2 separate regions of the Mus musculus genome follow, and region 2 is linked to region 1. Evidence: chromatin contacts called from public ChIA-PET data. All regions are on one chromosome and are shown on one strand. Each heading gives the region's core, a stretch centred on a gene start, on an enhancer-like site or on the middle of the called end of the contact. The rest is flanking DNA. Distances are from core to core; before and after follow the strand shown.

Region 1 (3,117 bases), core at 310-2,809:
ACATTCATACACATTATATAAATAAACAAATCTTTAAAAATAAATGTCTTCAATCTTTGGAGATTGTTATTCCTGTCTCAAATAAAATACAGAATCACTTTACATACTAACTCCCTCTATCAACAAACGTTTAATGAATACTGTATCAGGCAATAAATTTGATCCTATTGACTAAATAGATTAATTCTTAGATCCCCACCTTATTGTCTCAATTCATAAATGCAAATGAGAACATCCTTTTATGTGTATGTCCACTAACTTGTATGGTGCCTAGATCTTAATAAAAACTCAATATTTAAATGAACTATGTAACGATACAAAAGACAAAGATGCAGCAGTTTCTCGTTTGGAACAACCAGACCAACCAAATCAGAATAAGATTAGAATCTTTCACCGATGCCAAAAGAACAATAACAAAATACCAAAAACTTCGGGACATACACCTTTCTAATGCCTTTCTAGTAACTTTTCACTTGGATAAATAAGACAAATCTTTTATGCTAACAAACAACAACAAAAAAAAAAGATGCAAAGTGATGGCAAAAATGAGTGAGATTCAAAGGTCTTTTAGGTAAGATGTTATGATATCTAACAGATTTATAAGCCAACAATTTTTCCACTGACATTAGGTTTCTGGGAATTGTCACAGAATCAGTATTAAGAAACAGCAGGGGTCGGGAGAGGGGTGTGGGGACAGCTTGCCTAGTTTTCAGAAGGCCTTGAATTCTGTTTGCAATGCTAGGGAGAGACTTGGAGGGAATGGGAACCCAACGACATTTCACAGAGAAATGGGGAACAGAGAAAAGGGAGAGAATGCATGCTAAGCATTTTGACTTGGACTCAGTGGACCGATCTACGAGTTAGCGCAATTGACAATACAGTCAGTCAGCCCACATGATTGGACGTGCACGTTTGGCTACTGTAATTCACATATGTCAGGGGGTATTGTTCCTTTCTTGAAAGTTCCAAGCAAACATCCTGTCTGCTGTAGGCTTTTCTGGGTGCCACTACCCTCCAGTTATCGCTGGTTTTTTGTTTTGTTTTTTTAAAGAGGAACATCAACAAGTATTTAGGAGGGGCCTACAAAGAACTTTTCACCCCTAGCCGCAGCCCACGATCCTCCCACCGAAGGGTCGAGAAGCACCGCCCAGCTGAGCCGCGCAGGGGCTGCGAGCCACGCCCGGATGAGCAGCGGCCAGGACCCGGCCGCCCAAGGGTGGAGACACAGGGTGCGGCTCGGCCTCACCTCCACCGCCTGGCCCAGCTCCAGGTCGAAGCCCACCACACACACGCAGTGTAGCCAGGCCGAGAAGCCGTCCCAGCGCAGCAGGCCCCGGCGGCCATCGTCCTCCTCCTCGTCCTCCAGCGCGACTCCCGCCGCCGCAAGGGCCGCCGCCTCGCGCCCCTCAGCCCCGGCCTCGTCCAACGACCCGCGGGAACCGGGCCCAAAGACCGCCGGGCCCGGCAGAGCCATCCGCCACCCCCTAGGCGCTTGAGCCGCCTCCGCTGCGGACCGCGCCGCAGAGCGCGCAGGCCTCCGCGCACGCGCACCGAGTGCTGCCGCTGCCGCAGCCGCTCCGGACTCCCGGAATAGGGGCGCGGCCACGAGGCACGTGACCCTGGGAGCGGGGGGTTCAGTGGTTTCCCTACAAGCCGCGGCTATCTCTGCTGCTCGCTCAGACTGGCCTGCTGGTTTTACAGTTCTCTAAACTCAAACAGTGGCTCAGGAATCGTCATCTCAGATCCACAACAATACAGCAATGAATTATTCTTGGAACGACCCAGTTCATTATTAAAGTGTTACTAAAACATAGTGGTTAACAGTAGTTTAATTAAACTTTTACTCTGTGACAGTTGATATGCTAAGTTCAAATACACCTATTAACTCTTATTAAACATATCATTATGGTGAACACTATTGTTTGTTAAGTGTTGGGTAGGACTTTCTTTTCTTTTTTAGCTATGCCTTACATAGTCCCAACTGGCCTCTAGCTCATGGTACTCCTACCACAGCTACCCAAGATTCTGGGTTTAGTGGCATGGGCCACCACCTCTGGCTAATTTGTCTTCACAGATAAGGGAACTGAAGTTCGGAGAGGCTTCGTGACTAGCCCAGCAAGTATAAGAACTCTAAGGCAAGCCTGTGTTCACTCCTGCAGTCCCCTGATAGAGATGTGTACTTTAACTCTCCGAATACCCTCCCTACCAAGGCAGCTCCCATCTTTATTGGTCTGGCGGACTCTCTCAACTCTTACGCATATGCAGACTTTCTTGGAATCTCGGGTTGGTCAGTCACCTTTGGACCATGCTATCTGAACACTGGAGGAAGGGCCTGGTTTCAAGCTACCTTTGTTAAGAAGTCAAGACAGCTCTAGGCTGGGCACTCAAGAAACATCTGCCCTGGTGAATTGCTATTGATTATTGGCATAGCATGATACGACTAAGTAGGATTTTTTTTTCAGCACCTGCTAGGATTTATTCATCAAAAGTAATTAGAGCCGGGCGTGGTGGCACATGTCTTTAATCCCAGCACTCGGGAGGCAGAAGCAGGCAGATTTCTGAGTTCGAGGCCAGCCTGGTCTACAAAGTGAGTTCCAGGACAGCCAGGGCTATACAGAGAAACCCTGTCTCAAAAAACAAAACAAAACAAAAAAAAAAGTAATTAGAAAACGTGGTAATACCCAATAGGAAAGTGTGTAAAAGATGATAGATAACATACAATGGATTTATCAAAACCCATTCCCATGCCTTTCCACGGCCTCAAAAGGCAGTGATATTACTGTTTCTATTTTACATAGAACAAAGCTGGGGCTCCAACTGATGGCTCAGTGGTTAGGAGCGCTTGCTGCTCTTGCAAAGGACCAGGTTCAATTCTCAACACCCACATGGTGGTTTGTAACTCCAGTTCCAGGGGATCTAATGTCCTCTTCTCATCACCAAGAGCACCAGGAGTGTGTGTGGTGCACAGACATGAATGCAAGCAAACAACATTAAAACACATAAAAATTCTTGACCATCAAGAAATGATCCATCTCTTGATGGTCAAGTATTCTCAAACTTGAGTAGTAATGAATGCTGAAGACTTTCTTAAAGATGTATTTATCATTTTTCTTTTAT
Region 2 (3,117 bases), core at 195-2,694, 850 kb before region 1:
GATGCACGGTTCCAATCAAGATTCTAAATCTTCAGATATTCAAATGACAAAAAAAAAAGATTTGGGAAATAAACAATTAAAAAAAAAAACACGCAGTAAGAAGGTAAGTGTTTAAGTCAAATCCAGAAAATTCCAAATTATCGGACAGTCAAAACCTACTCTAAGAAAAAAAAAAGTGTACGTTTTACAATATGGCACTAAGATCTCAAAAAGTAAGCAACCCAACTGTTCCTATAATCGTTTAAGAAAAGTCATTCTAGGCTTGGAAGTTATACAGAAGAACCTACGTAAGCTAATGCTTTTCCAAAAAAAAAAAAAAAAAAACTACATGGAAATGAAGTGTGATGGAAAACTGCATGGAGCGCATATACTAATGGAGAGTTTTCTAAATAGAAGACGCTGACATCGAGCACATTTCAAGTAGACACACAGAGCTGAAGAATTTCCACAGTGAGAAACACTTGTCCTTAGAACGCAGTGGCCTTGGAGAAAGCCTCAGAATCCATGGCCACAGGCTACTTCCACAAGCAGACTTCTCAGAAGCATCTTTAGGAGGCCACCATCAGCTTCTCTGCCTTCGGGGCTTGGGGGAAAAGAGGGGCACCGAGCACCATCTTTCCGCTCGGGGAGCCGCAGCCTTATGGAAACGCTTCAAACCTGAGCTACTTCCAACTTCCACGGGGAGAGGGGGAGCGGCGGAGCGTGGTTCCACCCTATCCTCTCGCACCAAGGGCGGCTGGGCGGCCGTGGCCGTGAGCGGAGAGGCTGCTGGCGCTTGCGTGCGTGTTTACGTGTCTCGGATGGGTGTGGGGAGAGGAGACAGAGAGGTCTTAATGAAAAAGATGGAGGGGGAGGGAAGCGAGAGAGGGGGTGGGAGGAAGGGGAGGCACCACCTTTCTTTTCTCTGCTCTTCCTGGGGATCTGAAAACTCCGCCTAAAAGGCCTTTCCGGCTCTTCGGCGCCTTTGGGCAGAGCGGCCGCGGCCGCTTCGGAGGTTTGCTGAGGCTGCTCGTGGCCGTAGCTCCGGGCGGCTTCAGCTGCCGCGGTCTCCTCAGGCCCCGCGCCGCCGCCGCCGTCGCCGCCGCCATTTTGTAGGGAGGACTCAAGCTCCGGAAGCGCTGGCTTCATCCCGTCGTCTCCGCCGCCGCCGCCGCGGCTTTTCCAGCTCGCGTCCGTCGAAGGGGCCTCCGTCTCCGCGGCAGTCGCCATCGCGCGGGCGTGAGGCGCTCCAGGGAGCTTCCGCCCACAAGGTCGACGGGCGTAGGGGAGGAAGGGCGGCGGGCCAGGCCGCCGAGGTCTCGGCCCACCCGGCCCCTCCGCCCCCGGGGACCGCACTCCAGCCACAGAGACGCCTCTTAACCGCCACCGCGGCCCTAAGCGTGCCTCTCGCCCCGGGAGCTGCTCCGGATTCGGGCGGCTTTTCAACCGGCCCTGGCTACCCAACGTGCTCGCGTCGGGCCCGGGAGGGGGCGGGGCCTCGGCGGACCCGCTCTACCAATAGAAATGCAGAGCCCGCCTCCGCGACTGCAGAGAGACCGTTCCAGGAGGGCGGAGCCTCGCGATGCCGAGCCCGCCAAAAGAGGAGAGTGCCACGCCCGGGGAAAGCGTCGACGCCATCGCTTCAGAGTGAGGGCTTGGGCTTGGCAGCATTCTGCGGATTCCTGGGCCCTGCCCTCTCCGCACTGCGTTTGACGGAGGCAAGCCCAGAGGACGTCTTTCGGACAGTACTCTTGCAAGTAAGCACCTTCTTTCCTCCGGAGGTCTGTGGACCAAACCCGGCACATAATTGGCTGATCCTGGTCGTGTGATCGGTCTGCTCTGAGCTGATCTTCCAAAGGACCAGAATTCGAGCTCCAGCCGACATAGGACAACTCAACCAGCAGTTAGTCACTTCAAAGAATCCAAGTCCTTTTCTGGCCTCGGAGGGCACTAGGTATACGTGTGGTGCTCTATCATAAATGCAGGCAAGCCACCTATATGCATAAAGACTATAAACAAACAATAAGAAAGGCAGTGAAGAGAGATAAGAAAATGGCCTCCAGTGATAAGCAGGGTGATAACATCCTATTCCATCCAGACTTTCTGCTTTCCCAGTAGATCACGAGCACTGGTCGTACTCCAGACCAAAGCACTACATAAGCAAACATTCAATATTTGGGATTCTTCCGCACAATTTACAACCTAATGATGGGAGGCACGAATGCTCGCACACCTAGAAGAATGTTCGACCACCTAGAAGAAAACAATTTGATAGTGAAATGAAGGGAGGGCCTTTCAATAGTTTCTTTCTAGGTAAGGGGTTCTGAGTTACCATCTGTATAGACACATTCTCACAACAGATACCAAGTAGATGCTTTTGCACAATTTAAATGTTGAAATTTAGGCAAATTGAGATGACAAAAGCCAGGTCTAATTTCATCCAAAGTATTTATACAGCCTAAGGCCTAGTTTTCAAGCAGCTCCGGCCCAATAATGCATTTGATGAAGAAACACGGGATACTTTTTACTCAAGATCTCTAAGCAACAGCAGCAGGACGCCCAGGTCTTTGTCCCCCAACACCTCAATATTACTGAAGGAATTGTTAGGCCAAGATAATAAACTGCAAAAGAGCCACAGCCTCTGTCAAGTGATTGGTACTTGAAGAGCTCTCCAAGAGCAGCAGAGGATCTGGGATAAGCATCCATTGTTTGGCATCGTGTGTAGTGTAAAACCTGCACCTCTGTGAACCAAATCAAGGAAAAGTGTATGTAAATCAGTTATTAGTAAACAGGGTAGGTGCTTGGGATTTAGCTGAGTTCACGGAGATTGCCTAACATATACAAAGTCCAGGTTTTAATCTACCAGCACCAAATGAACTGAGCATGGTGGCACACCCCTGGGAAGGTAGAAGCAAGAGAGAAATTCAAGGTCATCCTGGGCTACCTGGGGATTAGAGGCTAAGGTAAAAAGTACATTTTAAAACTTTCCTTTTTTGAATGGTGAAAGAAAAGGGAAGGTTTAGAAAAACTCCTACACTATTTTAGTCACTTTTTCATACTGGGGAGGATGAGCTTGATGGCACATACCTATTCCCAGCCCTCAGGGGGAAGAGGTAAGAGGAGTTATACATGTCCAAG

What was found. ChIA-PET counts read pairs in DNA pulled down with a chosen protein or histone mark.
Region 2: an RNA polymerase II ChIA-PET map of memory CD8 T cells shows a contact between it and region 1, with 6 read pairs. The contact joins the promoter of Tasor here to the promoter of Dennd6a in region 1. A contact is called at or near these places in 2 of 39 promoter capture datasets (cranial neural crest and pre-B cells) and 1 of 115 datasets of contacts at active chromatin or transcription factors (memory CD8 T cells).

Annotation. Positions count from the first base shown.
Region 1 is chr14:26,577,992-26,581,108 of GRCm38.p6, reverse strand. Dennd6a (DENN/MADD domain containing 6A) reads right to left here and starts at 1,559. Exons shown (of 20, transcript NM_001134465.2): 1 at 1,247-1,559. The coding sequence starts at 1,474.
Region 2 is chr14:27,427,161-27,430,277 of GRCm38.p6, reverse strand. It overlaps Tasor (transcription activation suppressor), which reads right to left and starts at 1,444. Exons shown (of 24, transcript NM_001114879.2): 1 at 894-1,444. The coding sequence starts at 1,209. Gm52095 (a long non-coding RNA gene) reads left to right here and starts at 1,651. Exons shown (of 4, transcript XR_003951011.1): 1 at 1,651-1,736.